Linked DNA regions of Zea mays: all the other regions are linked to region 1. Evidence: chromatin contacts called from public Hi-C data. All regions are on one chromosome and are shown on one strand. The core of a region is the stretch at or near the end of the contact, and the rest is flanking DNA. Distances in the headings are between cores, read along the strand shown.

Region 1 (3,652 bases), core at 68-2,567:
TGTAGGATTTAAAATGTAAACTCATCTATGTAATTTGATTTTCATAAGATTGGACCACCCTAACTTTAAATCTTAGATTCGCCACTGGCCACATTCCCCATCCAACCACCCTGAAACACTAGCCCTGATTCAGTAACCGTCCAGCAGAATGTGCACAAAGACCTATCCACATTATCATGTCCATCGCCAACATGCGACCAAATGGTAACGCATAGCACGTGAGAGCACAATCAACCGCCACGTGTGCCCTCTCCCTAAAAAGCGACAAAGTGAACATAAGCACAAGCATTGTTTCTTTGCATGAACGACTAACCGCTGGTAGCTTTATTCCAATTATGGCAAGCCCTACAACGGTCGCCATTTTGTTCTAGCCAGTCAAGCTCAAGCAATTCAGACTTCAAAGTCACAATTCGCTTTATCTCGGACACAGCAATGTGCAACAACTCAATCCACTGCAAAATTGCCACCCAAGAGGCAGCAATGAGCAACACCTCCATCCACTGCAAAATTGCCACCCAACATCGCCCCGAAGCTCAGCTCTAGTAGGACCTACAGCCACATTTGACAATCAACTGCCCTGATATGCTAATCCGATTCAGTATGCATGAGAAGTGCAGCCCAAACCCTCACACCCACCCCACAGGAGAGCATAAGCATACAGGCTACCTCCAATCGCCTGGTTGCAGGTCGGACACCTCGATCAGTCGCCCTCACGTGAGATTTAGCTAGCTAAATCGCAGGCCGCTCAAGCACTAACCAAATCGCAGGCAAGCACTGCTAGCTCCGAGACCAATTAAAAAAAAAATTGGAAGCAGGCACGGGTTCCCCGTACCTCTCCTTGCGCTCTTGGAGGTTCTTCATCTGCGCGCGGTAGTGGTCCTCGATGAACTTCTTCGCGGCCGCCACGCGCTCCATGGTCTTGGTGGAGCCAACTGCCACCTCGTGCTGCTCCGCCACCTCCTGCCCTTCCTCCGCGACCGCCTCCAGTGGCCGGGCCCGCGCCGCCGCCGCTGAGACTGCGGCCGGTGACTCCTCCGCCATCTCGCTCTCCATGCCGACGACGCCCACGCCCCTTATCGCTTGAGAGTCGGCTCTCGCCGGGGTGAGCTCGAACTGTTTCTCTCTCGCTCGCTCTCGTTTGTCTCGCCTCTATTTTCCTTTTCGGTCTGTGATGAGCACTTTCTTCGTGTGCGGCCGTTTATAAACGCCTGATTTTTTTTGCGCGCACCGTAGTTAGAGTAAGCTAATCATGCTGTAAATGAGGGATTAGATGGCTGGTGACAGCTGTTTAGAGGTTTTGCTTTGCTTCGGAAACAGGTGTTGCGGCGCGAAAGCTGGACGCAACAGCCGATCCCGCGCGAGCTTTTCTCGTTCCGTTCCGCCAGGCATTCGTGACTATCTGATCTGACGTGCTCCATGTGAGTGCATGACGTCAGTGAGCCCGATCCAGAAGATGCACTGCGGCACAGTAGTATAGGCGAGATACTTTCCTGGTCTGGCCATGGCTATTTCCCGTCCTTTTTTCATGCCATGCTGGCCATGGCTATTTCTTTTGAGTCCAATCCAATCCAGAAGGTGATACAACTATACAAGTATACAACTGCTAGGCAAGTAAGCCACTTAGCCAAGTTTGTTTCGGCTTCGAAGTGTCAATGGTAGCTTTCACCATCGTAAGCTCAAACAAGAAATCAATTTGGCACTTTGAACCATATTCAAACACACGGTCCTCTGTTTCCAATTATAAGACTGGTTTTAGTCGTTGTCGGCTATATCTACCATCACATTACTGTTTTATATTAACCATAATTAGACCTTATCTATCATAACGTTTTATTGTATTATCCTTATTGTTAGCTTACAGTTATTTCATCGTTACATCAACTTTTCTTTTATAAACTTTTAATTGACATAAAACATGATGCTTTGTTAAAATTCAAATACATATGATTATCATGTAACTAATCTAATAAAATTATATAATTCATAATAATAATTAAAAATTCATAACTCAAGCATAATAATAAAAATTTCATAAATGTCGTTACGGAGCCTGTTGAAGGTCGTCTGGCAGCCGACACACGTACAAGATCTATCGGGGTAAGATAATGACACCTTGCTGCTCTAACACCAGGGGCGGACGCAGAGGGGGGACAAAGTGGGCCATATGCCACCCCCCCTCAATTTTTATGACCTTTTATATATTATGTTTATTTACTGTTAAGTATATTTAAAAATGAAGATTTAGATAGGCTAAAACAATCATGTTATGGGTCTCCTCGTCGAATTAGTCTAGTTCTATCGACTCTCGTCCTTTTACTTGGTCTAATCCTCACATCTATTCATCCAATCTCATTCTTTCCGACGCTGTCGTATCCATAGAAGGATCCCTCTCAATTTTTTATAACCTCTTATACCTAATGTTCACCTACTGTAAAGTATATAAATTAAGGTTTGGATAGGCTAAAATTGCCCTGAGCAGTTCTCTCAACTTCCATCATATTTGGTCTAGTCCTCGCATCTATCCAATCCTCCCAGATGCTCCATTCTTGACACCGTCGCCTCCTTCCTGATGCTTGATGTCGCCTGACCCTGGCCCCTTCCCAACGTCCTCGTCCCGCTCGTTATCGTCATGACATCATCCCGCTCTTGGCAGACCCGACCTCGCTCACCACGACGATGCGACCCGTCCCCGTCAACTGGCGAGCTTGACGAACCAGCGAGCCCTAGCTCTTAGCCGGAGACATCATCTGACCCGCCTCTTTCTCGATGCCCCACCCTTCGAGGAAATCGATATTCGACAATGTACACACGACTTGATTCGGTCAGGAAGAACTTAGTTATATGTTTGCTTCTCTTCTTTGAACTTGTATCTTATATTGATAGATATGGAACTTAAATTTTATGCAACTATAGTTTTTACCGCCTTGCTTGATTTTGTAATGTGGTTTTTTGGCCCCCCATGAATTTTGGTCATGCGTCCGCCACTGTCTAACACAATCTACCAGAGACCACATCAGGATAACATAGCACTTACGATGGAAGGCCATTGAGGAAGGGGTGGCGATGTATCAAAGTGATGAGAAGCACCTGTTGCTTGATAAACGAATAGATTTCTATTTTTATGATCATTATCTGTTACAATATAGCCTTATTGAATTGAAGTGATAAGTGCTTCCAAACTAAACTTTCCATCCATCTAATCTACTATCTATTTATGGTATAACGACTTATTCCTATTATACACGACTCTTTTTCATTTTCATCCATCTAATCTACTATCTATATCTATTTATGGTATAATGACTTATTCTTCTTCATCGAGTACTTTGGCCAGAAAAAAAGGTAGCGTGAGCTGGACTAGGATTAGGTGCCAGCATATGCTCCCTAGTTTCTGTAGAACCTCTTATGCCGAAACTAAATCTTTGCCTTGTGAAAAGTTTTCACCTCTATCAGCAGTCAAGTGTGCGTTGTGTCAGCCTAAACTGCATTACACAACCTTGCCACAGAGTTTGGTCCTCGGTGCTTCCACTTCGAGTCATTCGCCTCCTCCATGTAGTACTAGTATGCACAAGTACTGCTCCCAAACGACATTGACGGTACCCTAAATATGGGTACTGTCACACCCAAATTTAAGGGGCCAAACTCGGGCGCG
Region 2 (3,292 bases), core at 27-2,526, 560 kb before region 1:
GTAATTGGTTCGTGGACAAGCAGTGTCTGGCTCGTATCTGAGAGCCAGGCCCTAGGGGACAGGCTGAGCACATGCAATACTATCATGCTTGGTTAATTGTACATACTTAGACTAAATGAGAAGAGATGATGTTTGGTTGTCCATATAAAGATATGTTGCATGAAATAAAAAAATAATACAAAGTTATGATTATGGTTTTTATTTTGTATAAGTACTTTCTTTAAATTTCTTCTTTTATCATTGTATGTCTTAAACTTTTTAAAACATATTAATAACACTTGATATTTACTCATTATATATTAATATCATCATTAGCTGAGTAAGCACCTGCACCCAGCAAGACTAGGTCCCCAGAAACGCCTAAAATCTGTGTATCTGCAGAGTAGAGGCCTCTTTTGCATCCCGCGAACCAGGCCCAAAAAACGGTATAGGAAACCAAACAGCACAAACTTGCATCCCACCAGCTGAGGCATATGAAGCGAATCAATCACCCCCCTATAGGACTCAAGGTCAGCTAGAGAATACGCACGTTTGCACAGTTGCTGAGAATGAATAAAACAACAAGCTGGGAATGTTTGCCTGCCTCCCTCCTCGACAATCCATTCACTGATTTGCATCCCAATCACGATAGCTTTAGCACAGCAACGGGGCACTGACAGATAGATTGACACATTCGCATTCTATTTATCGCTTCACTCTCGCGGCAACATTCCCACAAACACCACCCATGCACCCTCCCCGCCCACTCCTACCGCATGGTAAGCCTATCCACTTATCCAGTACGCGTGTAGGGGTAAGCGGGGACGCCAGATGTCACGTACCAGCTTGACGCGCGGGTCGACGGAATGGAGAAAGGTTCGCGGGCTGTCAACGAACTGGCAGATGGGCGTGGCCGCGGCGCCAGAGATGAGCCTGAGCACCTGCTCGGGGCCCACTGCCGACCCAGCGCCTGCCGCAGCGCGCGGGATCCACTCCACCCACTTTGTCGCAGCCGACGCAGTGGTGCCATCCTTGCCCGAGGGAGATGGAGACGCTGGCGCGGGGGCAGACGCGGAGGGGACGAGCAGAGCAACGCGGCTGCCCGTCCTCCGCGCGCCGGGTTTCGCCTGGAGCGGGAGCCAGCTGGGCGCGGCCTTCACTGCGGGGAGAGGGAAGGCGAACGAGTGGAGAGGCCGGAGGTGGACTGCGGCAGCCATCGGATGGGACGTGCGCGGCGTCGGCGACCTGAACGGCTGAACCTCGGCTCAAGCCAATTTGACTTCTTTTGGCCAAAGTACTGCCTCCGTAGTCAGAGCAACTCCAAGGGATTTACCTCTTCATAAAATAAAGATTACACTCCATATATTTCATTAACTCTCCAACAACCAATTTAGTTTCGATAGCCGAAATGACTAGCCAAACTTAGCTAGCGAAAAGACTAATTTAGAGAGTCGGATAACTTGACGAATTAGATGGCTAGTCTATTAGAAAATTATTTTACTTAACCTAAAATTTAGCTTGACAAGTTATTTAGCTAGTCTCTTGGAGATGCTCTTAGGTGGTGTTTGATTTACTCGAGCAGTGTATATTTGAATATTAAATATAAGTATTAAATATAGTCTAATTATAAAAATAATTACATAGATGAAAATTAAATGATAAGATAGATTTATTAAACCTAATTAATTTATGATTAGTAAATGTTTAATATCTCCTTCGTTTCAAAATAGTATTAGTTTTAGCTTTTAGTTTTTATGTCTACATTCAGTTAGATGATGATGAATCTAGACACATATACAAAACATATATAACAATTATTGTATGAATCCAATTAAAATGCTAAAATGGATTTTATTTATGATAGATGGAGTATAACATAAAAGGAACGAATCATACACTAATTAGACTTAATCGTGCAGTAGATATGGATCGATCACTCGATCAAACTGTTGTGGCACTGGTTGATATCGACTACCTAGTGTCACATGGCGTGTTTTGACTGGTTCGTTCAACTTTAAATTTCATAAAAACATAAAAATTAGAAAAAACTGAAACTTAGTCTATGAATATAGAAGTGCTTGAGCTCATTCACATCGCTCACACTTTGAATTTCTCTACCACATCCTCATAGTCCTCTCACACTCCTTTTATTCGAATCAAACATTGTTGAGATATATTCGTCCAGCTCGCACATTGACATGGTCAAAGAAGAGTTGTTTAAGTTGTTTGCAGGAAACTGTAATGCAACAGGCGATAGAGCTTGCCTCCGAGTCTTCCACGTCGAGGAGGCCACCAAGGTAACATCAGAGATACATCAACCGCGATCATATATCTAGCCACGACCGGTTGATGCAAGACTACATCAATGACCCATATGTCTACATGCCACTTTATTTTTATCGAAGGTATCACATCTTGAAGAGTCTCTTCCTTCACGTCTTAGATAGGTTGGGTGAGCACTCCCCCTACCCACTATTCAAACCATGCACTCAACCATAGTAGTTTCTCCCCCACCAAAACACATGCTTGTGTAGCGTTGTTGACTCCATCGATGAATACATCAAAATGGGAGAAAATACCGTCTTAGAGTGTCTTGGACTATTATGTAGAGGTGTTATTGTATGTTTTGGGGTAGAGAACAGTCGTTGTCCCATTGTTGATGACCTTAGGTATCTGTTAGCTAAGGGGGAGGAAAGGGGATTTCCTGGTATGATAAAGAGTATAGATGGCATGCACTGTAAGTGGAGGAACTGTCCCGTTAGATGGAGAGAACAGTTCACAAGGGGGCTTTGGATCCCTGGCAATTATGCTCAAGACGGTTGCCTCGTATAACTTGTGGATCTAGCATGTTTTTTTGGGTGGTGGGGATCAAACAACGATGTGACACACGCTCAACCATTCATCAACGTTCACTAATGTGTTCAAGGGTGAAGCACCTAATGTGAATTTCACGATAAATGGCCAAAAGTATAACCATGGGTATAATCTCGTCGATGACATATACCCTCAATGTCGGGTTTTCGTGAAAACAATTCTGCTCCCACAGACTCCAAAGCAGTGGATGGTTATTGCATGTCTGGAGGACACATGGAAGGACATGGAGAATGCAATTAGGTACTCAAGGTTCAATTTCATATTCTTCAAACCCAAGGTCATTTATTCTCCCACCATGTATTCAGTGAGTTCATGTGTGCATGTACCATTTTACACAATATGATCATTAAGATTTAGACTATGGCCATGTTTGCTTGGGATTATAATCTATCTATATTATATAATCCAACATAAATAAGCTAGCGGGGAAACAAACATG
Region 3 (3,227 bases), core at 260-2,759, 910 kb after region 1:
TCGCTTGCATTCATGGTACGTCTTGGTTCCTTCCCAAAAAAATCAGTAATTATCTTGATTATAGCCGGAACACGAGAACCAGATCCGACAACCTCAACAAAGTGCACATTTTCAGTAGTCAACCCAGCTTCAGCCAAGGCCTTCTCCAGTGGCCCTTTCACGCGTTCCAGCACAGAGGCACTGATCTGTTCAAACTCCTCCCTCTTGATAAAACCCCGCACATCCTTTTCATCCATCAAGCACTCAATGTTCAGTGGGGCCTCTGGGTTGGCACTCAGCACCTTCTTAAGTTTCTCACATGCCACACGCAACCTAATACATGCCCGCGCATTCTGGTACACATCAATCTTATATTCCTCTTTAAATTTAGCTGCAAAGTGCTTAAACAGGGCCTCATCGAAGTCCCTCCCACCAAGAGACCGGTCGTATGTATGGGACAACATCTTGAGCTGTCCCTTCCTGTAACCGACAACACTAACCTGCATGCTTGCATGACCGATATCGACAAATGCAACATTCAACTGGTCATTCTCTGGGAGATCAGTCTTATAAATACCATATGCCAGAGCAGTGGCTGTCGTCTCATGGAACAATCGCAATGGCCGGAGACCCGCAATAGTAGCAGCATCAAGAACAGCCCTGCGCTGCAGATCTGTGAAGTAGACCGGGATACCAATGCAACAATCAACAACTGCGGCATTCAGGTTACCCTCAGCAATGCCCTTCAAATTGGACAGCACCATGGCAAGCAGCTGGGTGGAGGTGAACGTCCGCTCCTCGCCCAGGTACCGTACATGGACCAGGGGAAAACCATCGGGGCCCTCCGTGACTCGGAATGGGAAGGAGGCGAGATCGCGCTGCAGCTCGGGATCTGAGAACTTGCGGCCGAGCAGGCGCTTAATCTGAGAGATGGAGTTTTTGGGGTTCATGGTGGAGGACGCGGCGCCGGCGGTGCCGATGAACCGCTGCTTGTCCCCGAAGCAAACGATGGCGGGTGTCTCGCGCTTGGACTCCTCGTTGAGAACCACGTCGATGCCACGCTGCCGCGCAACCGCCACGATACAGCTCTCATTGCCGAGGTCGAACCCCACCACGCTCATCTTCGATTCACACTAAGCTGCTGACCACTACAGCTTCAGATCTAGATCACAAGTAGTCACTGCATCGCAAAAGCCAGAGATCTACTGGTTAGGCAGGTCAGAGAAGCAACGGATTCTTGCGTGAATCTTAAGACAAGAACGCCGAAACCAAGAATTTTACGCATCAAAGCGAATAGTTATGAATTCTTCACCGAATGCAATGCGAACCCCAGCCGACGACTACAAACCCGCTGTCCCAGTCGACGGGTCCAAACCCGCCGCAAAAAAACATCTAAACATTAACCTAACAATCTAGTAAGGAGGCATGGAGAATCCGATCGTACCTTCAGAGGTGGAGATCGAGGCCCGTCGAAGCTCGTAGCGCCGCAACGGAAGTACGGGCAGGGCTTCCCCTTTGGCGAGAAGGGGAGAGCCGGAGAGGAGTGAGGACGCAGTGATATACGGTGTGTGCCGCGGATTGGCCAATGTAGACGAGAATCTTCTAGAACGTGGACGGGAAACCTCACGCCGGGGTGGGCAAAAAATTACCAAACCAAACACCACACGAACCAAACAACTTTTTAACTCTATTTGGTGTTAGGCATTTAACTCTATTTGGTATTTTGGTGTTAGGTATTTAGTACGGTTTTCAATATTCGCACATCAAATATACCAGAATACCAAAATTTAGCAAACCTATCCCTTGACGTCCAACAAGCAGTTCATATAAAGTCTTAAACCCTATACTCATATCATTTTAATTTTTTAAGAACTATTCAACATTAAATTGTTTATTCAATTTTATTAGGTACTTATTGATAAATTATCGTTATGTTCTTTATACAATTTTATGTTTGTAGTTTAATTTGCTACTTGTCTGGTGACTATGGTAATACCAAACACCAAACCAAAAAATCAAACACCAAATTGTGCAGTTTTTTTATTCCTGGACAAAAAGTTTGGTTTCCATTTTTCAAACACCAAACTTTTTTGACAACGAATAAACCGCAAAACCAATAAAACTGAATTCCTAGCAACGAACGCCATCTCCACCATAATGTGCATACATACGTGCAACGCACTGTAGACTATACTTAGGGATGAAAATGGACGAAAACGGACGGAAAAACCCATCTCCCATTTCCGTATACGCATTTTATCATCGGAAACGGGATCGGGTCTGGAATAGTCGGGAATGGAAATGGGAGCGGGATAAACGGAATTGCGAAAACGAACAGAAACGGAAATACTAACGGAAACTCATAATTTAATACAAATAGGAATGATATTGATGTTTGACTGGTGATTGATTGGCAGGATAATAACGTAAAACAAATAGATATAGAGAGACAACATTCTATTGTTGTTTGGTTGCTAAGAGCAACTCTAATAGTTATGTAAATTTTAGCTCTCTAAATCACAGATTTAAGAAATTGCTAAATAACTTTGGAAGTAAAAAAATGTGAGTTCTCCAATAGTTCTCTAAATATAGGTTGTAGTTTTGTTTTGTATCTATCCACATAAAAAATAAAGTCACAATGTCATCAATTACCTTCATTATCTACATAATGCAGTAAACATTTTTGTTTAGGGACTTTGCTAAATGGTTGCCAAATGTAGAGAGGAAATAAGGTTAGATGAGAAGTTGTTAAATTTAGAAAGTTCATTTAGAGAACTGTTGGAGATGAGTTTTTGTGTTAACTACTTAAATTGTTGATTTAGGAAGTCTGTTAGATAACTACTGGAATTGCTCTAATAGTGTACATTTAGCTACATCCGATGTTGTTTAAGACTTTAGACCACTTGTCATTGAAAAGAGCATATGGTTACAATGGCCATTTATGTTATAATTTGTCACCTAAAGACACGAGGCTTCAGTTTATATACTAATGCATATTAGGCTCGTCCCATATTTATCAAATACGGAATAAAATACGGGTTCAATCCAGATAAAAAACGGAATCCCGCAAAAACGGACGGAATAAACCCTCTATTGTTTCCGTCCTGTTTCCATATTTTTCGTAAATACGGAAACAGACGAGACAAATGTAGAAAACGGTTCGGGTCGAGGCGGGATTTTACCCGTCCGTTTTCAACCCTAACTATAATGTTTATAAGATGGAGTTAGTAATATGTATTGATTTAAAT

The links. Hi-C and Micro-C count contacts between places; a contact is called where the count stands out from the background.
Region 2: a Hi-C map of leaf shows a contact between it and region 1, with 4 times the contacts expected there. The contact joins the promoter of LOC100216748 here to the promoter of LOC100279227 in region 1. A contact is called at or near these places in 2 of 25 Hi-C or Micro-C datasets (ear and leaf).
Region 3: a contact with region 1 is called in a Hi-C map of ear, with 1.7 times the contacts expected there. The contact joins the promoter of LOC100281415 here to the promoter of LOC100279227 in region 1. A contact is called at or near these places in 2 of 25 Hi-C or Micro-C datasets (ear and tassel).

What each region holds. Positions count from the first base shown.
Region 1 is chr8:90,892,856-90,896,507 of Zm-B73-REFERENCE-NAM-5.0, forward strand. It overlaps LOC100279227 (Putative AGC protein kinase family protein), which reads right to left and starts at 1,318. Exons shown (of 13, transcript XM_008657971.4): 1 at 833-1,318. The coding sequence starts at 1,053.
Region 2 is chr8:90,337,091-90,340,382 of Zm-B73-REFERENCE-NAM-5.0, forward strand. It overlaps LOC100216748 (Protein ABCI12 chloroplastic), which reads right to left and starts at 1,277. Exons shown (of 8, transcript NM_001143151.1): 1 at 822-1,277. The coding sequence starts at 1,196.
Region 3 is chr8:91,799,416-91,802,642 of Zm-B73-REFERENCE-NAM-5.0, forward strand. It overlaps LOC100281415 (heat shock 70 kDa protein 4), which reads right to left and starts at 1,510. Exons shown (of 10, transcript NM_001154333.2): 1 at 1,424-1,510; 2 at 1-1,159. The coding sequence starts at 1,100.